2 separate regions of the Mus musculus genome follow, and region 2 is linked to region 1. The links are chromatin contacts, called in public Micro-C maps. All regions are on one chromosome and are shown on one strand. Each heading gives the region's core, a stretch centred on a gene start, on an enhancer-like site or on the middle of the called end of the contact. The rest is flanking DNA. Distances are from core to core; before and after follow the strand shown.

The links. A called contact is a pair of places that touch in the nucleus more often than the background predicts.
Region 2: a Micro-C map of embryonic stem cells shows a contact between it and region 1, with 2.3 times the contacts expected there. The contact joins the promoter of Rcor3 here to the enhancer-like site in region 1. A contact is called at or near these places in 23 of 39 promoter capture datasets (the 3T3-L1 cell line, 3T3-L1-derived adipocytes, the C10 cell line and 16 more), 2 of 484 Hi-C or Micro-C datasets (the HPC-7 cell line and embryonic stem cells), 7 of 115 datasets of contacts at active chromatin or transcription factors (the SCID.adh cell line, effector CD8 T cells, embryonic stem cells and 4 more) and 3 of 9 other capture datasets (adipose tissue, liver and pancreatic islet).

What each region holds. Positions count from the first base shown.
Region 1 is chr1:191,944,870-191,950,987 of GRCm38.p6, forward strand. No RefSeq gene overlaps it. Among named protein-coding and RNA genes, the nearest start is that of Gm39742, 19 kb to the left of the region's middle. Within about 2 kb of position 2,067, at least 25 of the 459 cell types and tissues checked have an H3K27ac peak or open chromatin away from gene starts, as enhancers often do. A contact at or near this core is called in adipose tissue, embryonic stem cells, liver and 1 more, where this site is marked.
Region 2 is chr1:192,136,633-192,143,355 of GRCm38.p6, forward strand. Rcor3 (REST corepressor 3) reads right to left here and starts at 1,408. Exons shown (of 12, transcript NM_001346740.1): 1 at 1,107-1,408; 2 at 801-857. The coding sequence starts at 1,266. Gm10516 (predicted gene 10516) reads left to right here and starts at 266. Exons shown (of 4, transcript NR_033536.1): 1 at 266-429.

The DNA.
Region 1 (6,118 bases), core at 817-3,316:
TCTGTATACCAGGCTAGAAGAGAGTGTTCAATGCATGGGGCACCCGCTGCTCACAGGCTCCTGATCTGGGGACAGCAGGGGACTACAAAAGTCTATGAGCTAGCTGCTTTACCCCTTCTGTAGAGAGGGAGTGTGTCAGGTAAGGGTATGGGTGTGTGATGGGTGGGAGAATGTAAGCAGGTGTGAGATGAACGTGGGTGTGAGTGCAGAAACTGTGTATTCGAGTGGGGTCTGAGTTTGTGGTCACTCATGTGGAGACATGTTAAGTGAGGCATAGTCCCTCGGGCAGTGTGGTGTGAGTGTAGCCAGAGGGACCGACCTGATGAAGCCTTGCTTCTATTTCTGTGGTCATCCATGAGAAAGACCCACCCTAGGAAGGAAGCAGGGAGTCAGGTCTAATAGCTATGGAGCACAGTAACCTTCAGCCTACAGGAGGAGGAACAGCTCTACTCAGTGTTAGTCTAGGCTCTAAGATAGGGACTCTAATGAGCGAAATGATGAAACTATTTCTGTAATGCCTGCCCCAGACCTGGGTGCATGCCCACCCAGTTCAAAGGCCTTGACACCAAGGTCTAAGCCACCTGGGCAATGGCTGAAGGCAAGAACTCATACGGTGGGTGCCCAGAGAAGTGAGCCGGGTACCAGGAGCACACGGACTTTGTCAAGTATCTGAGACCTGGTGAAAAGGAGGCAAAGTTCAGTGACATTGTACTGTGACCTCTACATCTCAGTAGGGAGGTAGACGTACTAAGACTCCCCATTGGTTTTGGTAGGCATCTACTGAGCACAAGCCTGGGCCAGGCCTAGGACTCCTGCCGCGGTGTGGAGGAGCTTTCGCAGCAGAAGACAGTATTCTTCACAGGCCAGGGAGGGATCCCGAACTCCCTGCAGTCCCTGCCCTACCTTCCTGGGTCACTGCTGACCTCCCTGGTCAGTTTCCCACAATCCCTCTGGAAGCAGTCTGAACAAATGTGTCTAGACCTGAGCAACCGTCATGGAGCCTCTGTGGCCCATCTGTGGGTCTCACGGGGAGAGCTAATGTTGGGAGAAGATGGGGGCGGGGTCACAGTTTAGAGGTAGTGTGAGGATGGAGGGTGAAGTCTTTGTGGTGCTCCAGTCCCTTGGGGGCTTGCAGGTGGCCAGGGCAGGCTGAGGAGCGGGCTGGGCCACTGGCCTTGTGTCTGTAAGCTGGACACAAGAGAACAGGTTTGAAGACCACAGCTCACTCTCTTTCCCTTCCCACCCTGTGCCCCAGAGGCCAGCAGTGTCTGTGAGGACGTGACAGTCCACACTCTCTAGTCGCTAACAGCAGCTGAGGTAACTCCTTGGACCCAGTGAAAATTGTAATATCTGAGATATACTTTAAAAAAAAAAAAACTGCCCTGTGTGTCTGAGACCTGGAACCCTGTGCTCTGCCCGGTAGGTCCAGCCAGGGTGTTCGAGGCAGGCTCTGTATCCAAATAACAGCGTGCGGAAAGGCCCAGAGTGCCTTGGGGCATGAGCTTGGGGGGTGGTGGGGGTTTCTCAGTACTAGGGTGTGGTGGAGGAAGCTGATTCTGGGTGGGGACTTCTTGGCCTTGAGGCTGCTCCTCCTACCAGGGTGTACTTGGGCGGAGGAGGGTCGCATCTGTGTCCTGGTGAAATCAGCCCCCAGGGGAAGATCCCTTTGCCTAATTCCTGGAAAAGGAAAGGCCAGCTGACCTTCAAGTCAAGTCTCTGCTTGAGCCAGGAGCCGGTGGGAACATTTACAGCTCCCTTTAGCCTTGGCTTCTGGTTTTCCCAATAGTTCAGGAGGTTTGAGGTCTTAGGGACAGTAGAATCACAGAGTAGCTGAGATGCAGGACTGCCGGGAGAAACGTGAGAAATGTAAGGCACCGCCTAGACATACATTATCAGACAAATAAGGTGTTGTTTTTATTATTAACTTCCTGTACGATATTTCGGGGCCATAGATTCTTTAAAAGTATTCCTTGTTTATCTAAAATTCAAGCTGGTGTCAGGACTCAGTTGCTATTTGTTTGTTTATGATAAGTATGGTCCCTACAAACGGACCAGGACTTTGGACTTCAGACTGTTTTCCAACCTAGACTTCCCTCCTTTCTGGCTGTAGGACACCCCCCCCCCCAGCACTGGTGTTTCTTATCTGCCTCCCCAGAGTGGGGGAAGAGGTAAAAGCTGTGTACATATACACACAATTGGCATTGCCTCTAGCCCAGCTGGGGGCGCATGGCTAAAGGGTGGGGTTGAGGAGTCTCACCCTCCAAGTGGATTTACTTGCCCTGCTCCCAGAGCCCACACCACTCAAGGGACCCAGCAGAGATGAGAGTGCAGTTCTATGACCTGGAAGGCAGGCCCTGGACCAGAGAAGGAAGTGTGTCTAGGTCTGGAGAGCCTGTTCCCACTTTTTTCTTCTTCTTCTTTCTTCCTTCTCCTTCTCCTCCTCCTCCCCTCCCTCTCCCCCACCTCCTCCTCTCGAGACCGGGTTTCTCTGTATACCTCTGGCTGTTCTGGAACTCACTCTGTAGACCAGGCTCGTCTTGAACTCAGAAATCTGCCTGCCTCTGCCACCCAAGTGCTGGGATTAAAGGCGTGCGCCTCCACTGCTCGGTTCTGTTCCCACTTCTATCTAAACTGATGGAATAAGGCATGGGGAGGCGTGCTGGTGTGTTTGTGCTCAGTGCCTGCTGAACATTTGTTGTGGCGTTACATCCTCCAGGACCTCCCCACTGCAGCTAAAGATGAACAACAGTCAGGAGGCTCTCCTGTCCCTCTAGGGGAGGACTCCGGGCTCTCCTCTCCAGTCCTCTCCTTTGTCTCTGCTTTGCCTGACCTCTTGCTGTGAAACTCGGGATCCTGAAGCAACTTTCCCACCAAGTGCCTTTTGTTTAAACACCTCTTAAAGATATTAACCATGCTTGGTTTGTTCCAACTGTTTCCAGTCAGAAACCCAAGAGTCTTCCTTCTAGTCCGTGTTGCTTACTGCTTCACACTCTGTATCCCCAGAGCCTCACGTGACGGGTGAGGTAAAAAAGCACTAGCAACACCTGATGCCCTCTTAGCACCTCCGTTGCCTCTCTAAGCTCTCCTTGCTGTTCTCGTTCATGACCGCCTCACACTCACCTAGGTGACAGAGCTGCACACGGGTGTAGTCTGCTGGACCTGAGTCTCCAGCCATCAATCTTTACATCTCAGCGCTCCTGCCTGTGGAGCTCACAACCCTCCAACTCCTGCCCACCTCCCAGGTTGACTGACAGCCCACTAAGACTGGAGGCTCAGACATGATGGCTCTTTTGTTTTTATTTAACCAATGAAGACCCAGGCTCAGAGAAAAGAAGCAATGTGTCTAACAATCTTAAGAAAAAGAGGACCAGGGGCTGGAGAGAAGGCTCAGCGGTTAAGAGCACTGACTGCTCTTCCAAAGGTCCTGAGTTCAAATCCCAGCAACCACATGGTGGCTCACAACCATCTGTAATGAGATCTGACACCCTCTTCTGGAGTGTCTGAAGACAGCTACAGTGTACTCACATATAATAAATAAATAAATCTAATAAAAATATTTAAAAAGAAAAGACCAGATTTCTGGTTCAGGGGTGAGGGAAGGTCTCAGAACAGGAGTAGGGCCCCAGAACTGGGGTTCATGGTGTGAAGTCTCCCAGCCTACAAATTGCCAGGTTGACTTCAAAGCAAATGATGCGAAGTGGGGGACAGTTAGACTGCAGTGGCTGTGGAGGGCCAGGCTGCCATGCTGTCTTCCCAGTGACAGAACCCTTGGCTCTTTTCCTCTTTGGAAGAATGTGTCCCTTGGTAGTACAACTTTGTTATGTATGAAATAATGGCTTAGCTGTACACAGTGAAAACAGGAAAACAGAAATAAACCATGGAGCCAGGGAGATTGCTCAGGCCGTAAACAGCTTGCTGTGCAAGTGCAGGACCAAACTGGGATTCCCCAGACCTCAAAGAAAACCCCAAGTGCGACGGCGGCCTGTACTTCTGGGGGAAGCAGAGGCAGGAGGTCTCTGGCGAGTCCTGGCCAGCGGCCTAAGCTGGCTTTGTGAACGCCAAACTCAAGAGAGACCCTATTGCTGTGCTTTATAAAAAAGAAAAAGAAGTCGTGTTTGATGGAGGTGTGGTATGGTGTGGGAGAAGGGGTCGCCTCTGCAGGCCCATGCTGAGGCATCCCTCCCCTCTGAGGAACCAGCCACAGGATGGTACAGTATAGAATAGAGTTTATTCAGGGCATGGGGAGGGGACAAACAGAGAAAGAGAGAAGAGAGAAGTAGAGGCTGCTCATGAACATGTGGAGAGATGGGGGGAGAGGAATGAGGAGAGAAGGGACAGAGAGAGAAGAGACAGAAGAGAGCGAGAGAGGAGGGGGCAAGCAGCCCTGTTTATAGTGAGTGTATTAGTCAGGGTTCTCTAGAGTCACAGAATTTATGGATAGTCTCTATATAGTAAAGGAATTTATTGATGACTTACAGTTTGCAGTCCAATTCCCAACAATGGTTCAGTAGTAGCTGTGAATGGAAGTCCAAGGATCTAGCAGTTGCTCAGTCCCACAGGGCAAGCAGGCGAGGGAGCAAGAGCAAGACTCCCTTCTTCCAATGTCTTTATATGGTCTCCAGCAGAAGGTGTAGCCTAGATTAAAGGTATGTTCCACTACACCTTTAATCCCAGATGACCTTGAACTCGGAGATCTCCCTGTCTTAATCTTCTGGAATCCATAGCCACTATGCTTCAAGATCTCCATACCAAGATCCAGATCAGAAATTTCTATCTCCCAGCCTCCAGATAAGGGTCACTGGTGAGCCTTCCAATTCTGGATTGTAGTTCATTCCAAATATAGTCAAGTTGACAACCAGGAATAGCCACTACAGTGAGTCAGGCATACCTGGCCATTACCAGGTAACTGTGGGGCAGAGCCTAGAAGAAATGTCAACATCTGTCTCAAAAAATAAGGTGGAATTGACACCTGGTGTTGACCTCTGGCCTCTACATGTGTGTGCACACATACATGTTCATATACAGATGAACATGTATGTGTGTGCGTGCAAGCATACACATACACACACACTATCTGTCTATCTATCTGTCTGTCTGTCTGTCTATCTGTCTATCTATCTGTCTGTCTGTCTATCTGTCTATCTATCTGTCTATCTGTATGTCTGTCTATCTGTCTGTCTATCTATCTGTCTGTCTGTCTATCTGTCTATCTGTCTATCTGTCTGTCTATCTATCTATCTATCTATCTATCTATCTATCTATCTATCTATCTCAGTAGGAGCCAGCCAGTCAGTCCTTAAGTCCTTAAGCTCTCCTTGGCTCCTGAGGTTCTGTAGACACAGGTCTCTGTAGGGAGGGTGGGAAGAGGCTATCTATTTTTGTTTCATCTATTCAACAAAAATAAAACAAAGTACATCAACAAATACACCCACCAAGCAAGCACTGACTGCATTTCTGCTCCATACCTGGCACTGATCTGAGTGTAGAGAGCAGTGTGCCTGCCATTGTAGCTGAACCTGTGTCTTCCTGGTGACCAGTGTTACGAGGTCTCCTCCCTTCACCACTGTAAGCACATGATGTCTGAAGGAAGTCACTGGACTGCAAGAGGTCAAATAAGAGCCATTTCAGTGAGAAGGCTGAGGAAGGCTTCATGGAGGAAGTGGTAAGAGTTGATTTGGTGGTTGTTGGAGTTGAGGCCAAACCTGGAGCACTAAGGGACCCATGGACCTTGGTGGAGCAAGTTCCCATGTAAAGGGCTCTGGAGTGGCTAGGGATTGGGTCTTAGGCTAGAGACAGCTTCATGTCTGAGGCAGAAGGTTCTGAGGTCTGGCTCTAGGAGCCCCAGGGAGTGGAGGGCTGAAGCAAGGCTTCAGCAGCTCACAGAATCTCCTGGAAAGCTTGTGGAAGGAGGTGAGCTGGGGTTTGATGGTGTGGTGAGTCCTGATTGGCAGAGGGTGTAGGAGTTTGAAGTGCTGCCTGTGAGCTAAGGAAGTGGGCGAGCATACTTGAGGAGTGAAGAGTGGGTGAATACCTCCTTTGGAATGAGTACACCCTATCTCTCCATTTAATTCTAGTAGCTACTGTTTATTCCACAGTCGCTGGGGTCCAGCAAACACTG
Region 2 (6,723 bases), core at 158-2,657, 190 kb after region 1:
CCTCCATATGCGGAACTCTCGCCCAATCCCTGAGCAGCCTGACATCCCGTGACAGCCGGGGAGCCTGTTTGGAGAAAAGTAGAGAGGGAGCCCGCAAGCTGCGCTGGCGGAGGGCGCTGGAACCTGGCTGTTCCGGAGAAAATGTCTCCTTGGCAGCTGCTGCCGCTGTCCTGTGGTCTGGCTTCCCCGGGCTGGGTCGGCGCGCGGGGAGGGGTTGGGGGCGACCGGGGCGGTGTCGGGCACGGGCGTTTCCCCGCCCAGGTCCACACCGCCTCGGCAGAAAGAAAAACCAGGATCCCGTGTGCGCCGGGGTCGCAGGGCTCGCCCTTGGCTCGGGCTAATGACAGCAGGCGGTTGCCAAGCGTGGCCCTGCGGAGCCTGGCTGAGCCCCGGGTTCCCAGGGCGGGTCGGAGTGGCATCTGACCTGGGGTAGGTTCATGCACACACAGATCGCACGCCCTCTCCTGCAGCCCTTGGTTTTGCAGTCCCCACGCCCCGGGCCTCGGACCCGCGACCTCCGTGCGAAGCCACCAGCGTGCAAGTGCCGCGGGAGGGAACCATGTTCACCTTGCCATGCACACATCTACCCCCACGCCCTGTGTCACTGCCCAGCCGAGCCTGCCAGCCTCCCCGCCCGCGATGCCCTGCCCTGCCCTGCCCTGCCCTGGCCTCTCCTGGTGCGCCCCACACTCAACACCACGTAACTCCCTCCCATCCCGACGCCGGCCACCCCAGAGCAAGCCTGGGGGAAAAAAAAAGAGAGAGAGAGATGGGGTTTTCCTGTGAGCAAATATATCTACCTGGATCGAATTCAGGGATCCGAGCTTGGTATTCAGCTCCGACTCTCATCCCAACATCTGCAAAGCAATGCCAAGATATATGGTAAAATGGTAATAAATAAGGAGAGGAGAGGGGAAGGGCAAGGCAGAGACTCTCCAGCCGCGGGAGCGCGGGCGAGGCCGTGGCCGGGTGGGGGCGGGGAGGCGCGGGTCGCGGGCTGCGGCGGCACCGGGAGTTCCGGCGGCCGCGGCTCGGCTCCGAGGGGGAGGAGGGCGCGGGGAAGGGGGCCGGGCGGACGGGCGGGGGCGGGGAGCGCGGCGAGGTACCCCCGTGCTCGTCGTCGCTGCTGCAGCCGCTCTCGGGCTCCGAGAAGTGCAGCCCGCCGTTGGCCGAGGAGCCGCCGCCTCCCGCCGGGCTCTTGGCGCCGCCGTTGGCCGATCGGCTCTTCCCCAGTAACTCGGGCCCTTTCTCCATCATGCCGGGCATGGTAGAGGAGGGGGAGAGGTGGCGTCAGGGAAGGGGGAGACGGCTGGCGGGCGCGGGCGGGAGCGCGGAGGAGGAGGAGGAGGTGTTAATATGGAGCCGCCATCACCGCCCCGGTCGAGCCGTAGCGCAGTCGCCCCACACCGGCCCGCCCCGGCCCCGCCTCCCTCCCCTCCCCCGCCGCCGCCGCCCCGCGCCGTGCCACCCGGCCGAGCGCCCCTCGTGGCCGCGCGCTCCTCACTGGGCGGCCGCGATCACTCCGCCCTAGGGAGGTTCCGGCCGCGGGGCGGAGAGACCAGAGGGCCGGGACCCCGCGCGTCCCCAGCCGGCCGGTTCCCGGGCGCTCGAGGGCCGGGAGACGATGTGGAGGCCCCGGAGGCGGCATGGAGGGCGGGGAGGCGGCCTCTGCCCTGTCTCAGCTGAAGGAATTTGGCCTGCTGAGGCGGGGCCGCGGGGCGGGAGCTGCTCCCGTGACCGGGAACCCGGGATGGCGGTCTCAGGAGCTGCTCCGGTGAGGAGCGGCGGGGATGGCGGCCTTTGACAGGAGCTATGAGGATGGCGGCCTTGGACCGGAGCAGCTCCGGTGACGCGGGCAGGGGTTGGCGGCCTCAGACAGGAGCTGCTCCCGCGAGGTGCGCCCCGGGGTAGGAGCTGGGTCCTCCGGTTGGAGGCAGGATCGGTTCACTCCGGAATGAGACCGGCCCTAAAGACCTGGCGAGGCAGCTCCTCTCTGCTGTGAGGTCCGAGAGGGACTGAAAGGGCAGTATTTCCACTTGGCTCTTTCCCTTTTGCTGTCTAAGAAGCGAATGCCACGAGTGGGGAAATAAATAACCGAACTCTACCTTCCCCGGGCCAGTGCTATCTGGGTCGACACTGCCTGGGGTGGTGGCTCAGAGCAATTCTGGAGAGGGTGGAGAGAGAAGTGCTCTGCAGAGAGGTGCTGCTGCTGCAGAGAAAGGTGAGGCCAGCTGCCTTCTGGCAGTTTGCACCCAGTTGAAGATTGGCTGGACTGTATTTCTTCCCCAGATTTAAGGATATTTGCTTATGACATACTGTCTGGGCAAGGAGGACGATTTGTGTCTCAGGAGTAAAGGGGGGGGGGAGTTGCTTAATATACAGATGTGTGTCCTGCAGAATTTGGGGGTAACAGTAAAATTACCTTGAAGGTTAAAACTGTTCTTTGGAATTCTGTTACTGAGAAATAACAGACCTACTCAAGAATTCAGCCAAGAAAACTCTGGGATACAAGAATTAGGCCGGTCATCTGTCTAAAGGAGGGAGTATTTTGTCCGGGTGGAGAAACAGTACTGGTACTGGAAATAGTTGATTTTTAGCTCTATATGTGTCCATTAATTTTTGAACCACAACTCAACCTCCCCTCCCGTTTTATTTTTTGAGACAGGATTTCTATGTGTACTTCTGGCTGTCCTGGAACTCACAGAGATCCGCTTGCCTCTGTCTTCTGAGTGCTGGGAGTAAAGAGCTGCACCACCACACCTAGCATCGGTTCCTTTTTTTAAAAAACACATTGCTGAAGGATATTTTAAGTCTGATTTTTATTTTCTGCAAGGAGAAATGTTATGGACAACTGAAATGATATTTTATTTTTTACATTCCAACCTCTAATGAACACGACTCATCTCAGCCCTGTCACATCAGCTCCTTTGATCCTGGAGTACAAAAGCTAGAGCCTATAAAAAGAAAATTCAAGAAAAAAAAAAACCACAAAACAAAATAGAGGCCTCTTAATAGATACACTTTTTAACTCTGAAATAGTGCTGATTCACTTTTCTGTAGAAAAGAATCTGCGTCTAGATTAGGGATCAAAAGTTTCAAGGGCTTTTGGGACTATTTTGATTAGTAGAATCTTGGCAGTAAAATGATTCTACTGGAATATTTAGACCAAAGACTGCATTCACCTTTGGGGAAGGATTTTGGCGTGAAGGGATGTGTGTGTGTGTGTTTAAGGAAAACAAATTTCTGTTTTGCTTTTAAGAAAAGGAAAGCACTCTAAACTTGCCTGGTTGAGAAGGGTGATTGTAGTGGACCTTAAAATGGTCTCTTCCCAGATAAGACATTACAGAACAGAAAAGCCCTAGGTAGAAATCTGGAAGAATGTCTACTTCTGTTTGGAGAGGAGGAAAGCCCCTGGGCGGAGAAGAGAGCTTTAGGGGTTAATAATATCTCTTGAGATGGGTTGAAGGGGGGGGGGCACTACTGGTCTGTTGAGTATTTAAATTAACTCCATTTTAAGGTTTTCTCAAGAGTTACAAAGACCAAACATAAGGCAAAGGTCGGGGATTAGCTAAGTTGTATGTTGCCTGGGCTTCTCTTTGATATCATGTGAATTCCAGAAGCAAGGATACAGGAGAAACTTTGTTTCAAATAAGACAACGTTTAGAAGGCCAAGGGATCAAGATCAGTTATCTTTTGGGATGACTTCTATCTAGCAATGAGTCTTGGAGAAGATACCCAAGGACTCTAGGAAAATAATGTTCTTGAGAAACAGAAGGCTGAATGCTTATACAATGACCAGATTCCCTCCCGGCATAGGGATCCATGGGCGTATTCTAATCCTAAGGAAAGCCAGCAGATTGTGTATAAATTGTATAGCTGAGTCTAGGGAAAATGTAGAGGTTAAGGACAGCCAAGACAGTCTTGAGCAACAGTTCTCAACCTGAGGATTGCAACCCCTGGGGAATCACTGAACAAACCCTTTCACAGGAGTTGCCTAAGACCTTCAAAAAATACATTTACATTACAACTCATAACAGTAGCAAAATTACAGTTAGAAAGTAGCAGAGGAGCTGGGTGGTGGCACAGGCCTTTAATCCCAGCAGCACTCAGGAGGCAGAGGCAGGCAGATTTCTGAGTTCAAGGCCAGCCTGGTCTACAAAGTGAGTTCCAGGACAGCCAGGGCTATACAGAGAAACCCTGTCTCAAAAACAAAACAAAACAAAACAAAACAAAAAACCCAACAAAGTAGCAAAGAAATAATTTCATGGTTGGGGGTCACTACAACATGTAACTGTATCAAAAGGTCAAAACATCAGGAAGGTTGAGAACAGCGGAGCTTCCTGAGTCTTCATGTCTTTCCAGTATGGAAGGGTTCATTCAGGAAATTGAGTCAGCTCCTCTAGAAGAAACCAAGGAGATGGCACTATATAACACCAAGAAAGAGTTATTCTGGAGGCCTTGGCATGCATAATGAACTGCTTCCAACTGTGACCTTTGAGCACACATGCAGACACACCGCCATTACCTATGTCCCCACACAGGACTCACTCAGTGGTGTCTTGCTTTTATTCCATTAATTTTGATTTATCAGAAAAACTTATTTTATTTCAATGCAGGCCAAATTTGTGGCTCTCAGAACTTGGGATGCACATCACAGCCTTCTCTTCTCTCAGCAGTTACAGTTCTTAAAAAAAACAAAAAGTCTATTTGCCTTGCTGAGAGCCAAACCCCAGTCTCATGCACTTAAAGATTTGATGTTGGCGTCAGGAATCGGTCATAACAGGCTGCACTGCTTCTCACTGGGTATAGCAGGCCCAAAGACAAGGGCTTTTCACTGCCTGTTCCAAAGGCCTTACGAGATTCTCTACCTGTCAGACATCTGACTCAGCCTTAAACCACTGTCACTGTGGGTGACACAGCTACTGTAATTTTGCACCCAGAGGATGGCTCTCTAGAATAAAGTACTAAAAACCACGGAGATATAAAGGGAATAATATCTGACTATATTTACTTTGAAGTTAAGCTTTTGACTGTCAAGTCCTCTTTGGTGCAGCCCACATTTTATATATCAAGATACAGTAGATACAGATGTATTAAGTCCTGGGCTGGAGATATGGCTCAGCAATTAAGAGCACTGGCTGAACTTTCAGAAGATCCAGGTTCAATTTTTAGTACTCATGCGGCCGCTCACCACCATCTGTAACTTCAGTTGCAGAGGATCTAATGCCCTCCCTCTTCTGGCCTGCAAAGGGATAAGACATAGGCAGTGCACATGCATATATGAAGGCAAAACTCTCATCCACATAAAAAGATTTCTTTTAAAAAGGAGGCATTAAGTTGAACCAAGTCATAGAGGGAAATTATTACTTTTTCTCCCAATATTAAATATACTTGTTAGAATTATTGACGGAGATGGAATATATAGTTAACAGTGAGAAAAACAGGCCTTAGTACTGCTTATAAATATAAAGAACTTGACACTTAAGTTTCAAGTAAGTAGACACTTTTCTGAAATGGCTTGATGAAAGATTAATTGGAAGACACCAAGAACACTTAAGAGAGTTTGTCTTAGTCAGGGTTTCTATTCCTGCACAAACATCATGACCAAGAAGCAAGTTGGTGAGGAAAGGGTTTATTCAGCGTACACTTCCATACTGCTGTTCATCACCAAGGAAGTCAGGACTGGAACTCAAGCAGGTCAGAAAGCAGGAGCTGATGCAAAGGCCATGGAGGGATGCTCTTTACTGGCTTGCTTCACCTGGCTTGCTCAGCCTGCTCTCTTATAGAACCCAAGGCTACCAGCCCAGAGATGGTCCCACCCACAAGGGGCCTTTCCCTCTTGATCACTAATTGAGAAAATGCCTTACAGTTGGATCTCATGGAGGCATTTCCTCAACTGAAGCTCCTTTCTCTGTGATAACTCCAGCTGTGTCAAGTTGACACAAAACTAGCCAGTACAGAGTTTCAGGAAATAGTTCCAAGGGCTTCAGATTTTAAAGTAAGGGTCCATTGTCATCTTCCCTCTCTCTTACCTCCTCTCTCAACTCTCTGTGTAGCTACATGTACTTGATGGTTTTGTGTGTCAACTTGACACAAGCTAGGTCATCAGAGAGGAAAGGTGCCTTTGTTGAGGAAAAGCCTCCGTGTGATCCAGCTGTAGGGCATTTTCTCAATTAGTGATCAAAGGGGGAGGGCCCAGCCTACTGTGTGTGGTGCCATCTCTGGGTTGGTGGTCCTGCGTTCCATAAAAAAGTAGGCTGAGCAAGTCAGAAAGCAGCACTCCTCCATGGCTTCTGCATCAGCTCCTGCCTCCAGAATCCTAACCTGAGGTCCTGTCTTGACTTCCTTCAATAATGAACAGTAATACGGAAATCTAAGCTGAATAAACTTTCTTCCCCAACTTGCTCTTTAGTCTTGGTGTTTCATTGGAGCCTTAAAAACTTAAGATACTGCGTTGTCTACCATTGTGAGCAGCTGTCTCAGTAACTTTCATCTTCACAAAACAAGAGGAAATGAAGAACCATGGAGCTTTGGCCAATAACTTTCAAATCTTTTATAACTCATTACAGTGCATGTTGACAACCTAGTGTAGACATTATACATGGGGTTTCAGAACAGCTCATGAGCTTTCCAGAATGCATCGTTTCTACCTTACTGTTGGGTTAGGGCCAGTTGACCTGTACTGGACTTAGCTGACTGGGATGTTAGCCTTCACAAGGCTGG